Linked DNA regions of Sus scrofa: region 2 is linked to region 1. The links are chromatin contacts, called in public HiChIP or PLAC-seq maps. All regions are on one chromosome and are shown on one strand. Each heading gives the region's core, a stretch centred on a gene start, on an enhancer-like site or on the middle of the called end of the contact. The rest is flanking DNA. Distances are from core to core; before and after follow the strand shown. Region 1 has its middle 85 kb from the start of ENPP6. Region 2 overlaps IRF2 (interferon regulatory factor 2).

Region 1 (3,030 bases), core at 354-2,853:
GCACTAGCCCGCAAGCTTGGGGGTGAATGGAATCCATAGTATAAATAAGGTGCATGGCAGAAAGGCTGGTTATTCACCAAAGAAGTGTGTTCCCTTCTGTGTTGCCGGAAACTAGATGCTAATCCAGGGATGACATTTCCCAGAAACACTTGCATCTAATTTGGGCGGTGACAGAGCTGTGCTATGAGAATGTGGGCAAAAGGGATAAACACTTCCAGGCCTGACCTATGACATCCTCCCTCCTTCCCCTTGGCTCTTTCTATCCTGCATGTTGGCTGGATGGCACTGCCATGGGCGGCATCGCTGCCCAGGTCCTGAAGACAGACCTGCCCCTACAGCTGGGTCTCCACCTGACGGTGCAGTGAGGCGATCTGCCTGTGTTTGCCTGTGTCAGTTGAACACTACCTGAGTAGGAGATACGTTTCATAAATACTATTTTGTATTTCATGTAAATAAATAATAATATTTTGCCACTGAGATTTGAAGGTTTAGGTGTGGTAGCGGCCAGCACCATCTTAACCAATACAAGATGCTTCATTGATTGACTCTCCCACCGTGTCAGCCCGGGTATGCCGGAGGCTTGGTTATGCAGTGACCAGGTAATTGAAGGTGTCTGGTAGGTGATAACATCAAAACCAATTACTTTAAACCAACATTCAGGGCATGTTTACACCTTTCTGGACCAGAAGAAGGAAGGCTGGTATTTAAAACTGAAGTCTGGATCCTTGAATGTTGAGTAGATTTATAATGTACAATAAATCCCAGCTAATGTGGAAGGAAGCATTCACTCGCTACAGATATAGATAGATAGATAGATAGATAGATAGATAGATAGATAGATAGATAGATAGATAGATAGATGATAGATAGATAGATATTGATTTTTAGGGCTGCACCTGTGGCATATGGAAGTTCTCAGACTAGGGATCGAATCAGAGCTGCAGCTGCTGGCCCACACCACAGCTACAGCAACACGGGATCTGAGCCGTATCTGCGACCTACACCATAGCTCACGGCAACACCAGATCCTTAACCCACTGAGTGAGGCCAGGGATCGAGCCCAAGTCCTCATGGACACTAGTCAGGTTCGATACTGCTGAGCTACAACGGGAACTCCAGCTCACTACCGATTTTTAAAAGTTCTTTCTTGGATTTCTTTATCTAAGTGAATGGTTTTAGAATTACCTGCTCAGTAATTCTTTCTTGATGAATTAATTTAATTGGGTAAGAATAGACAGGAACTTGATATGCACATCCTGGTTTGTGCAAAATTGTTCAGATGTCTTAGGGAAACCAACAAAGAGTCTAAATCATAATCGCTTGGGTTCCTAAGTGTCTTAACAACATCTATAGCTGCCTACTTAACTGTCCAGATAGTATTACAAAATCTACTGTGTTTTGTTTTGCATTTCAGCCCTTCCCCACACAAGAAGGATGCTGTGCAAGGACAGCTCACTTTCGCTTCGGTGACTTTGGTGTGTTAGGCTATCAGGCTGGCACAGAGACTTCTTGGTCTGGGATGTTTGCCAAGTTCCTCATATTTCAGCCACAGAAAGCAAAACTCTCCGGAAGCATACACTTCCCTTCTCTTCCTAGCAGTAATTACTTTAGCCAATCACCAGGAAGTCCCGTCTCTTGTCAGCGGGGCAGTGTGTGTGTGTGTGCCGTCTTCTCCATAGTGTGGCGTAAATAAGGTGCAACAGAAAGGGCTTTTCCCAAGACTGCCTGGAAATCCCTTATCTGTCTGATAAGCTTCCTTGGCTGCTTCTCTCCTGCAGGGACCGCTCCTGCCATGCAGGGTGGTGGTCTTTCCTGTGCTCCGAGGGCAGTTCGCCCTGGGGGCTATAGGGGAGGGGGAAGTTGTGCCCATTTTCAGGGGTCTTTAGGCACGGAGATTCTGCTCAATTTTCTCTTCTAGAAAAGTGATTTACTCCTCTCAGATACTTTTTCTTCTGATAACATATGGCTATCATGATGACTCTGATTCAGGAATACTCTTAGAGAGTAATAAAGTCAGTGAAAATACGTATACTGCTCATACCCGTATGGTGCCCTGGTTGGGATCAGGAAATACACAGCACTATTGCTGCATAAGAAATTATCCCCCACTTTAGGAGTTTAAATCAACCATCTATTATGCTCATGGATTCTGTGAGTTTGGAATTTAGACAGCAGGCATGGCTGGCCTCTGTTCCCTGATACTGAGGAGTCTAGACAGCTGGGGGTGTCAGCAGTTGAGGATAAAATCATCTGAAGACTCCTTCACTCTCATGTCTAGTGCCTGCCCTGGGAGCCTTTGAAGATGAGCCCTGTGGACCAGAGAACCTACCCAGGGCCTCTCCAAGTGCTGGAGCTTCCTCACAGCATGGTGGCTCCAGGGTAGGTGGACTTCTAGTGTAGAAGCTCAGGACGCCCAGGGCACGTGACTCAGCAAGCCCCATGGCCTTTTATGACCTAAGAGTCATAGAGCATCATGGCCACTGTCTTCTCCTGGTAACAACAGAGTCTTACTCTACTCAGATTCAAGGGAATGGGAATTTGACACTACATCTGGACTGTTAGTGGGAAGGTTCTGGAAGGACCTGGATGGGAGATGCTGTTATTTTTCCATCTTTGGCCAATACAATCAGCCACACGGGGAGTTCCCATTGTGGCTCAGTGGTGATGAACCTGACAAGTATCCATGAAGACTGGGGTTTGATCCCTGCCCTTACTCAATGGGTTAAGGATCCCGCGTTGACGTGAGCTTCGGTGTAGGTCACAGGCTAGGCTCAGATCTGATGTTGCTGTGGCTGTGGTGTAGGCCAGCAGCAGCAGCTCTGATTTGACCCCTAGCCTGGGAACTTCCACATGCCTTGGGTTTGGCCCTAAAAAGACAAAAAAAATTTTAAAATAAAATAGGGATTTCCCCTCATGGCACAGTGGTTAACGAATCTGACTAGGAACCAAAAGTTTGCGGGTTCAATCCCTGGCCTTGTTCAGTGGGTTATGGATCCAGCGTTGCCGTGAGCTGTGGTGTAGGTGCTCGGA
Region 2 (2,800 bases), core at 111-2,610, 140 kb before region 1:
ATGGCAAGATCATGTTGTTAAAAGAGAGTGTGGGATGGGAGATACTGTTATGGCCATTTTTGGGTGATACAGTCTGCCACAGTCTGCCCTCTGCCACCCACTTCTACATGCAAGCTACTCTTATCCCTTCCCCAAGACCCCTGAATTTCAATGTTTTGTGGCATCAAGACAGGTTGGGAGGAGCAAAAACAGAGGAATTCTCTCATGACTCCTTCTGTCCTTTCCTTTGATCAGAGTTTCTCTTGGACTTTTTTCTGACTGTACAACTTGAGTAATTCTGAGTCCCAGATTGTCCTGCATCTATGCCAAGAGATGTGGAAGGAAAAAAATCCAAGACACTCACCATCTTATTGGATTTTCTTGGAGTTTTGACTTTCCTCCCCAATCTACCCACTATTATTTCTTTTCCGAGTCTTCATTAGTTGCCTTATGTATTCTGTCTAGGGTTTTTAGGTTGAATCAGTGGGAGACAGACCATGGAATCTGCTCACTCCATCTTGACCAGAACCAGATCTAGAAGCCATTTCTTAATTTTAGATTTGTCATCTGGGAATGAAAAACCATTTCAAACTCAGCAAGACCTTTCACCTTTATATTTAATTATTTATTCATTAGCTTATCTTTATACTCTCTTGTTTTATTGCAAGAGCTGGAAGAGGCCAGGTGGCACTGGCAACACTGTTCTTGGACATTTCCTTGGTGAGGTCACACAGTTCATCCGTATGGTTTCTATTTTCCAAGTTACCTCAAGTGTCAGTGTTGCTAAACTTCCCACCACTATATAAAAATGTCTACTTTTCCCCAGACTCCAACAATATTTTCCCTATGTTTATTTGAGCCTTCACTGACAGACGTTCAAGGTCAGTCCCAAAGTCAGTGCAAATGCTCTAGGTTTTTATTATATCAGTCTGCTTCCAAAATGTGTATCAGCATAGTTTGATCAGAGGAGCAAAACCACTTTGATGGAAACAAGGAATGTATTGGAGGGGGTTAGAAGATATGCGATTATGGGAGCCAGTTATGCAGTCCGTGTAGTCTGTCTGTACTAAGTCAAGACTTGGGCCTGAAATCAGCAGGATGGACCAGTTCATGAGGGGAAGATTGATGTGAGGTGGAGACGTGAAGCCAGCAGGCACAAACTTGAAGCTGTGTGGATGGATGTACTAGAACCCCTGCTTGCCGCCTTGGCCTCTCGTGCTTCCAGTCCTCCAACTTCGATGATGAAGCTGACCTAGAGAAGAGCTGGTGCACTTTGCTGTGGAGTTTCATCCAAACCTAATAAGCATTCAGAGAAGCTGAAGAAGCAGTTGAAGCTGGAGGCTGAGCTGCAGCCCTGCAATGTCAGGTCAGCCAGCAGAGGCACTATCTTGTGTGTGAGCTACCACAGTGCCAGGCCCTACATCAACCTTCTAACTTCCGATAAACACAGCCACCAGGTCACTTCCGTCTTCCAAATGTTGCCTAGGTTTTCTGGGATGCACAGTTCCAGCTTAGCTACACTGACATCACACAAAACCACCAGCCAGCATAATAAGGAGCACAGCCGGGCAATGCATAGAAAGCATTTGTCTATCTGTAATGGCAGAGTCTGGCCGTCTGAGGATGTGTGTGCAACAGGTGCACAGAACTCATGCAAAGGTAAGGGAAGTTAGTGTTTATAAATCAGTGATACTAGGTGACTAATAAAAATGGATCAACTCCAGAATAAATTTTTTTTTGGCTTTTTAGGGCTGTACCAGCAGCATATGGAGGTTCCCAGGCCAGGGGTCAAATCAGAACTATGGCCACTGGCCTACATCACATCACAGCAACGCCAGATGTGAGCCGCATCTGCAACCTACACCACAGATCACAGCAACGCCAGATCCTTAACTCACTGAGTGAGGCCAGGGATCAAACCTGCATTCTCATGGATGCTAGCCAGATTCCTTTCCGCTGAGCCACGATGGGAACTCCTAGGATAAATTTTAATAAAAGTATTAAAATGATTATTAATACTATCCCAGAATATGCCAAACTAATCACTAACATGCTAATAGGTTTTCTGCATGAGTTTAGCAGGGCAGCCACAACAAAGTACCACAGACTATGTGGCTGAAATCACAGAAATGTATTTTCTCACAGTGCTGAGGCTGGGAGTCTGAAATTAAGGGGCTAGCGAGGCCTCTCTCCTTGGCTTGCAGATGGCCACCTTCTTGCTGTGTATTCAGATGTTTATCTCTCTGTGTGTCCATGGGTTGCTGTCTATGTGCCCTAATCTCTTCTTATAAAGACATTAGTCACTGGGAGTTCCCTTGAAGGGAGTGGGTTAAGGATCCAGTGTTGTTACTGCAGTGGCCCAGGTTGCTGCTGTGCCACAGATTTGATCCCTGACTTCCACACGCTGTGGGCGTGGCCAAAAAAAAAGACACCGTGAGTCATTGGATTAGAGCCCACTCTGATTACTCTAACTTAATTGCCTCTTTAAAGGCCCTATCTCCAAACATAGTCACATTCTGAGGTCCTGTGGTTTTGGACTTCAACATCTGAATTTGGAGGGGAACACAATTTAGCCCATAACATTTTCTGTAATACAGTAAAGTTTTTTTTTTGTTTTTTGTCTTTTTGCCTTTTCTAGGGCCGTTCCCACGGCATATGGAGGTTCCCAGGCTAGGGGTCTAATCGGAGCTGTAGCTGCCAGCCTATGCCAGAGCCACAGCAACGCAGGGATCCGAGCCACGTCTGTGACCTACACCACAGCTCACAGCAACGCCGGATCCTTAATCCACTGAGCAAGGCCAGGGATGGAACCCACAACCTC

Evidence for each region. HiChIP or PLAC-seq counts read pairs in DNA pulled down with a chosen protein or histone mark.
Region 2: a contact with region 1 is called in an H3K27ac HiChIP or PLAC-seq map of alveolar macrophages. The contact joins two enhancer-like sites. A contact is called at or near these places in 2 of 2 datasets of contacts at active chromatin or transcription factors (alveolar macrophages and skeletal muscle).

The regions. Positions count from the first base shown.
Region 1 is chr15:45,524,339-45,527,368 of Sscrofa11.1, reverse strand. No RefSeq gene overlaps it. Among named protein-coding and RNA genes, the nearest start is that of ENPP6, 85 kb to the right of the region's middle. Within about 2 kb of position 1,603, at least 45 of the 83 cell types and tissues checked have an H3K27ac peak or open chromatin away from gene starts, as enhancers often do. A contact at or near this core is called in alveolar macrophages, where this site is marked.
Region 2 is chr15:45,659,426-45,662,225 of Sscrofa11.1, reverse strand. All of the region lies in intron 3 of IRF2 (interferon regulatory factor 2), which reads left to right. Among named protein-coding and RNA genes, the nearest start is that of IRF2, 32 kb to the left of the region's middle. Within about 2 kb of position 1,360, at least 1 of the 83 cell types and tissues checked has an H3K27ac peak or open chromatin away from gene starts, as enhancers often do. A contact at or near this core is called in alveolar macrophages, where this site is marked.